Regions from separate parts of the Oryctolagus cuniculus genome. Here region 1 is linked to region 2. A link is a contact called in public Hi-C data. All regions are on one chromosome and are shown on one strand. Each heading gives the region's core, a stretch centred on a gene start, on an enhancer-like site or on the middle of the called end of the contact. The rest is flanking DNA. Distances are from core to core; before and after follow the strand shown.

Region 1 (3,689 bases), core at 678-3,177, 79 kb before region 2:
TTAGTGTTGTTCTTTGAAGCACACATGTTTTAATAAAGTCCAGTTTACCTGTTTTGCCCTTTGTTGCTTATGCTTTAGGTTTCATTCTGAAAGACCATTCTTTAATCCAAGGCCACAGTGATTTATGCTATGTTTCCCTTTTGGAAGTGTTAACAGTTTGAGTTCTAACATTTGAGTCCGATTCCTTGTGGGTTAATTTTGTATATGGTGTGAGGTAAGGAGTTCAGCTTCGTTCTTTTGCATGCTGATAACTCAGTTGTCGCAGCATCATTTGCTGAAAAGATCAGTCTTTTCCCACTTAATTGTTTTGGCACTCTTGCTGAAAATCAACTGATTTTGCAACTGATTGGCTGCAGATGTAGGGGTTTAGGTCTGGACTCTGCTTTAATGCATGGCCCATCCTTACACCCCTGCCATACTCTCTTGGTTATGGAGCTTAGTAACTTTGCAATCAGGAAGTGTGAATCATCCAGATTATTCTGGGCACACTAGTATTTTAACTTTTGGTATCTGACACCGTGAGAGACGTGAATGGAAAAGCACACCGTGGGGGTTTGGGAGATTGCCCCGTCTGCCTTGAGAACTTCATTTCAGGATTACAGCTCCAAGTTATACCTTGGAGAGTTGGAGTCCCTCTCAGCCCACAGTTCTCCATCATAAAGCAATGGAAGCTTGCTGCAGGGAACAATGGTCCCCTTGGGTGATTTTGAATATCACTTTAAGTCTTCCCCCACCTGCTCTGCTCTAACTGCACCTGCTGAAACAGTGTCGTTCACAACTGGATTATTAATGACCTGGGCGGGAACTAGGAGTCAAATGAGGGGGGACTTTCAGAGGCTTAAGGGTGGAGTCTGGGGGCCTGGGACAAACCCAACCCACCGGTTTTGGCTCCTCCATGGAAGGTCATTGAGTGTCCTCAGCAAACTGGGACTCAGTGACCTCCGGTGGAAACCGCCAGCCTCCACACAACACCACCGTGAGTTCTCTAAACGAGGCTGCTGGGAATCCAATTAACTGGGAACCATCCCCAAACTCCTCAACCTTGTCTGCACCCCGCCCCTCACCCCACCCCCCAGCTGGTGGGCCCTGGGTTCCTAGGCCTCTAATCTGGGGGCCTCTGAAAGCTCAGGAAACAAGGCCCTTTGTGCAGAAGAGAACCCTATTGTTCTAGGGTCAGTGTTCAGCCAGTGTGGATTCCAGAGAATGTTTGGGGATGTTTTTCTCTTTTGTTTGTTAACTTTCTCTCCTCTTTCTGGAGGGAGGGGACGGTGACTCTTAATAGCAACTCAATGACAGCGAAGCCCATTGTCCTGTAGAGAAAGGCCCGGGGTGCAGGGGTCTTCAGCCCCAGGGACAACAGAGGCCAGCGTTAATGTTCTCTGTATTTTCAGCATGAAATCTTAGAGGCAGCCCATTTCTCTAACAGTGGCAGAGGCCCGCGGAGGTGCGACCACTTCCTTCCGCCCTCGATTCACCTCCCTTCTCCCCAGAAAGAGGAAACGATGCGGATCTGCGGCACAGAGCGCTGCCCGCATGCTCTGGAGCCAGGGTTCCCGCCCCCACGGACCTGCCACCTGGGCAAGGCCTGGCCCGGCCCCCGGACGAGCGGGGAAGCCTTGGGACCCAGGCGGCGCGGGGTTGGACTCCTGGCCTCTCTGGCCTTCACGAAGCCCATCTGTAAAATGGGGGCGAGCATGTGGTCGTCGCCTCCTCTCAGTCCCTGCCGGGTGCGGGTGGGGATGAGGGGGAGCGGAAGAAAAACTTCCCAAGCCCGGCCGCGCCCCAACCCTTTGCAGTTTGCAGCTGCTTAAGGGAGAGCGCTCCACCCCGAGGGCGCTGGGACCCTTCCCCCGGCTCTCCGGCTAGCCGGGTGGCGCGTGCCCGTCCCCCTTCCCGCGAGCCCAGGCCCCGCCTTGGGGGAGGAGCCGAGGGGCGGCGCGGAGGCTCCGGACCGAGCAGAGCTGGCTCTGTAGCCGCACGAGCAGCTGCGGCTCAGGAACCGACGGGCAGAGCCAGGGCCGGGAGCCGCCGGGGGCACGGCTCGGGAGAACGGGTGAGTTCCCAGCGGCGCCGCCTCGCTTCTTGCGCTCTGCGGCGTGACAGCGCGGGTGGCGAGGGTCTGGGAGGGAGCTGATCCCAGCCTCTAACCCGGCTGGGGGAGGAGGCGCGGGGCGCTTTGGCCAAGGGTCGTTGAGCTTAAGGTAACTAGGGAGTGGGGGCGCTGGAAAGGCGGGTACCGAGAGCGCGGGGCGAGAGAGCCTTGATGGGGTGGGGGCGTTCTCCCGGGTCTCGAGCTCCGGTGACAAGGCCGAGGCAGGGGGCGTATTGGCAGGTTGTTGGCTGGGGATGTTGTGGCCCGATCTTGGGGTGGGGAGCAGTGGTACTTGGGCGGTTCTGGACTCGGGCCGCAGTCTGCCGGGGGGCGCAGTGCCCGCCGCCCGAGCCACAGAGCATCACCCCGCCCCGCCCCCCGCGCCCAGTCTCTGGGCACCGGGGTGCCGCCCCCTCGCGTGGCGGCGCTTGGTCGCCTCAGGCAGAGGCAGAGCGCATGGCACACTCCTGGCCTGGCGAGAAGGGTCCCCAGGGCAGGTACCCCTGCCTGTAGACCCGCCCCGCTGCGGGATCCTGCTGACAGTGACCGCCAGCCCGGGGCGACCCTGGCGCAGGGGAGTTCCCCGAGATAGGTGCGCCCGGCCTCTCCCTGGGGCCGCCGTGCGCGGGCTGCTGGGTACCCCGCGCTGGGAGCGCTCCTCTCCTCGCGAGTCCCGCTCATCGACTTCGTCTGGAAGGAGCGCCCCCGAGCGCCTAGGATGTGTAGAAACCGCGCAGCCCGCCCCAGAGAGGTCGCAAACAGGGGGTCCCCCACCAAGGTCACCCGGAGCGCTCTGGCTGAGCTACCCAGACCGCCTGGGGCTGGGAGCAGGGAGCCAGGAGCCGGAGGCGCTGGCTGCCCGCCTCCTTTCCTGGTGTGGACTCCTTTCCTCCGCTTTCTCCTCCGCGGGCGGCCTGCGGCTACGCTGGAACCGCCGACCATGCAGCGCCCAGTTCCCAGGCCGATCACTGGGCTGGGCGAGCTTTGAATGTGGTCCTCCCGGCAGCCCAGCGGAGCGCCGCCGCCGCGGGCCAGGCCTGGGACCTGGCGCTCCGGGCCGCCCGGGAGCGGAGGGAGAGAGATGCTGCTGCACCGGCGCTTCTCAGAACCGAAAACCGAGCTGCTTGCGCGCCCATGTGATTGCACTGCACATAATGGGCCCCTGTTCTCGCTGTCAGAAGCGCCCACCAGCTCTGGGCGGCCCTGAGCTCCAGGTGCCGCCTCTGAATCGCCCTCTGTGCAGGATCCGGGGCCCTGCGGTACCAGGCGCCCTTCCTGCAGGGCTCTGTCTGGAGGGGGTTGCCGCTGGCCGCCTCGGCCCGCGGCGTGCTTCCCCGGGTGCCCTGCCATTTCCTGCGGCTGGGGAAGCCCCAGAGAAAACCCTGGGTCTGGAAGCCTCGTCCCAGGCTGGCGCTCAAGCAGCTGCTTAGCTGAGAGCCAGACACTGGGCCTCGAGAGCCGCGGCTGCCCCCTAAGACGGGGCTGATGACCAGGTCGTGGGGAAGCTGGGTGTGAGGCTTCGTGTTCGTTGCACTGCGCCTGGGAGCACTGGAGGGTGAGCACTGCTAGGTAAATGCCAGCCCCCTTCAGCGCTGGT
Region 2 (3,479 bases), core at 579-3,078:
TTCCCTGGAAGCAGCTATTTCCGGCTCTTCCTGCCTGGGGAGGAGCCGTGGTAGGTGGGAAGGCTGAGATTGTGCCATGGGGTGAGTGTCAGGGCGCAGGGCACTGGAGACCCAGGACTCCTTTGACTCGGGAGGAGAGTGAAGGGCTGCTTTCTGAGTGCATCGACCCCTCTCGTGTGGGCAGACACAGGCTGGGCCCACTGCAGCCTTGACAGCACCTTGAGGAGGGGAGATAGGGTCAGCTTGGACAGGATTTTCCATGGAGGTGGTACAGCCTCCATGCAAGGTGGGAGACGGGGGTGGCAGCTGGAGGCAGGAAACCAGGGTGCTTGGCTCAAGGGTGGGGGTGGGGTGGGGTCTGTCTGGGGTGGAGCTGCAGCACGGGGACAAAGCGAGGAAGCATTGGTGCACGGGCTCAGAGCTGTCGGTTATTTGCCACACTGCTTCAGTGGCCTCCTTGGAAAATGAGAGCAGGGGGTGTGGGCAAAGGCTGTGAGAATGATGTTCTAGAACACTGAACTTCACCCACAATGCCCTGTCTTTCCTTTTTGCTTTTTGCCATCTCTGTGGCTGTCTTCGCCGGGAGACCCGCAGCCGTACTACACATCTCTCTACTGCCCCCGTCCTTTCCCTAGGTTCTTGTTGGGCACTGTTTTAGTTTAGGGCTTAAATGTTCAGTCTTTGGAGCCAGCCTAGGTTAAAATTGCAGCTCTGTCACTCCCAGCCATGCAGCCTTGGGCAGATCATTTCATGTGTTCAAACCTGACTCAGTTTTCCCATTGGAAATTAGGGGCAAAAATAGCAGTCAGTTGGTTAACAGTATCTTCATAACTGGATTAGGAGGACTAACCAATTTGGTGGATGTAAACACATGGCTGATGCCCACTTAGTGCCAGGTTATAGACAGAATAACCCAGAACACAAGACAGAGAAGATGAGGACTGGGATCTTGGGTGTTAGGGAGATGGCAGATGCCCTGTGACCAGCCTGGAGAGATGAGGGTGTGGGTTGGGGCTGAGGGACTCCCACGATCGGCCTCTAAATCCAGCTGCATTGCTGAGAGGGGCTCCGGGAAGAGCACTTGCACACTCATTTCTTTGCTCTTTAGTCCAGAGTCGCACTCCTAGTGGTGCCCAGGTCTGCAGTGTGACACCAAGAAACAGTCTGGTGGCCCTGGAACAAGTAGCTCTGTGGGCATTGAAATGGTGCCACTGCAGAGTACAGATGGAGGCCTGCAGGATGGTGCGGGAGAGACTTGGGAAACTCCCTGGGGTTAGGGAGGCCTCCCAGAGGAGGTGATGTTTTGCTTGGAATCTGAAGGATAAAGAGGAATTTGCAGGTTCCAGGTAGCAAGAAAGAGGATGCCAGGCAAACTGGGAGACTGGGAGCTCAGTTGTTTTGTTTTGCTTTAAGAAAGAAACCAACAGGATTGAATTAGTGAGCAATTCAAGGGAGGGTGGGGTCATGCAGGGTGCAGTGGGGCTGGGGAAGGCAGGACAGGATCATGAGGCAATGGGAGGGTGAGGCCTCAGACGGGCGGGTGAGAAGGGAGGACTGGGTTAAGTGGGCACCACATGGATGGGACTGTGCTAGTCACATGGTCAGGTGACTGTAGCTCAGCCTCAGGGCAACCCCAGGAAGACACAGATGGCCCAGGGCCCACCTGCAGTGGCCAAACACCTCTGTATCCCTGTCCCCGTGCCCCCAGGGCAAGAGCAGGAACCGCACCTGTGGTCCATGTCACCAGCCAGCCTGAGGCCTGCTCCGTGGGCCGAGGCGGTGGAGATGCCAAAGAAAACACAAGCTTGTCAGCAGCAACTCTCCTCGCGCAGGCAGCCGCCACCAGCTTCCTGCCGAGATGACTGGTGCAGCCTCACTTGCTACAGCTGGAGACAGAGGGGAGCAGATGGCCCTGCTTGGCCCAGATTCCAGCCAGATTGCCAGGGAGGTGTGGGCGGAGGGGAAGGACTGGCGCCAGGCGCAGGCTACACGAGGGAGGAGGGGCTGAGCCACTGTTCTGCTCTCCCAGGAGCCTCCTGCCTAGGTAAGGGGTTGGTGGGCCGCCGACTGGGGCCTGGCAGTGATCCTGCACCAGCAGGTGCCCGGAGCTCCCAGGAGAGAGACTCTGTCTTGTACGACCAGCTCTAGAGCTCGTGAGAGATGCAAGATGTCAATGGCTGCATCCCTAGAACCCAGCACAGGTTGCGACCCAGACAGGAGCTCAGTGATTGTTTTTAATTTTAATTTTTAAAATCAATGATAATAGTAGCTCTCAGGCACTGCCATGCTTAGTCTGCCAGCAGCCTCCCCGGGGAGGTGCTGTGGCCCCCTTTGTACAGATGACACAGAGGCACAGAGAGAAGGAATAACTCACCTAAAGCCACAGCTAAGCAAGTGCACAGAACACACAGGTCACTGTCCAACTGAAGGCCAGGCCTAGGAGTTGGGGCTTTGTGGGCCAGGAGCAGACCTGAGTGTGGGCTACCAGCAGTGGCGGTCCTCCAGCTGGAGGGGGGAGACTACGCCTCTTGTCTGTGCTCCCTGAGCCCCAGCCAACCCCGAAGGCCCCACACCAGTTTCTGTCATTGTGCAGAATGCTCAGAAAGCAAGAGATGAGGCCAGAGAGGAAGGAAGACTGGCCCATCTGGGCATCTGGGTATGGTGGGGCAGGCTGCACACTGCTCAATTCCAAGGCACCCCCCCATTCACAGAGGTTTTGATGAGAACAGTGACCCCTGGAGTTAGAGGTGGGACCATGCCATATGGTATTTTGAAGACCAGGGGTCTGCAGACCTTTTCTGGAAAGAAAAGACCCAGAGTCAGTCCTTTAGGCTGGGCAGGCCGTGCAGTCTCTGTTGTACAGTGAAAGCAGCCGTAGGCGGTATGCAAATGAATGAGTGTGGCTGTGTTCAATAAAACTGCCTGCCAGCTTTGGCCCCTGGGCCACAGCTCCCTGATTCTAACAGCAAAGTACAGCCGTGAGAGGGGTTTAAGCAGGGTGTGAGGGGAAGCGTATTTACATTTAAGATGGTCCTGGGGCAGGGTTTGGCTTAGTGGTTTCAGATGCTGTTTGGATGCCCATGTCCACGTCAGGTTACCTGGCTTTGATTCTTGCCTCGGGCTCCTGACTCCGGCCTCTGCTGATGGAAGCCCTGGGAGACAGCAGCGATGGCTCAGTTGGGTTCCTGCTACCCACCTGGATTGAGTTCCTGGATCCTGATTTCAACCCTGTCACAGCCCCAGCCTTTGTGGGCCTTTGGGGAGTGAACCAGCAGATGGGTACTCTCTCTCTATCCCTCATAAATAAATAATCTGAAAAATAAGACTTAGTCATTTAAAAAATAAAAAGGCCCTAAAAGACCTAACTGTTCCTTCCCCCACCCCAGCACACACAGATACACACACACACACACACACACACATACACACATGGCAGCTGTAGTCCCTTCTGTCCTATTTGTGGCTTCCTGAGCCCTTTT

What was found. Hi-C and Micro-C count contacts between places; a contact is called where the count stands out from the background.
Region 1: a contact with region 2 is called in a Hi-C map of an unstated tissue, with 1.5 times the contacts expected there. The contact joins the promoter of PPP1R16B here to the enhancer-like site in region 2. A contact is called at or near these places in 2 of 6 Hi-C or Micro-C datasets (ear pinna and an unstated tissue).

The regions. Positions count from the first base shown.
Region 1 is chr11:20,051,963-20,055,651 of mOryCun1.1, reverse strand. PPP1R16B (protein phosphatase 1 regulatory subunit 16B) reads left to right here and starts at 1,927. Exons shown (of 11, transcript XM_051846107.2): 1 at 1,927-2,053.
Region 2 is chr11:19,972,985-19,976,463 of mOryCun1.1, reverse strand. All of the region lies in intron 2 of PPP1R16B (protein phosphatase 1 regulatory subunit 16B), which reads left to right. Among named protein-coding and RNA genes, the nearest start is that of FAM83D, 40 kb to the right of the region's middle. Within about 2 kb of position 1,828, at least 2 of the 8 cell types and tissues checked have an H3K27ac peak or open chromatin away from gene starts, as enhancers often do.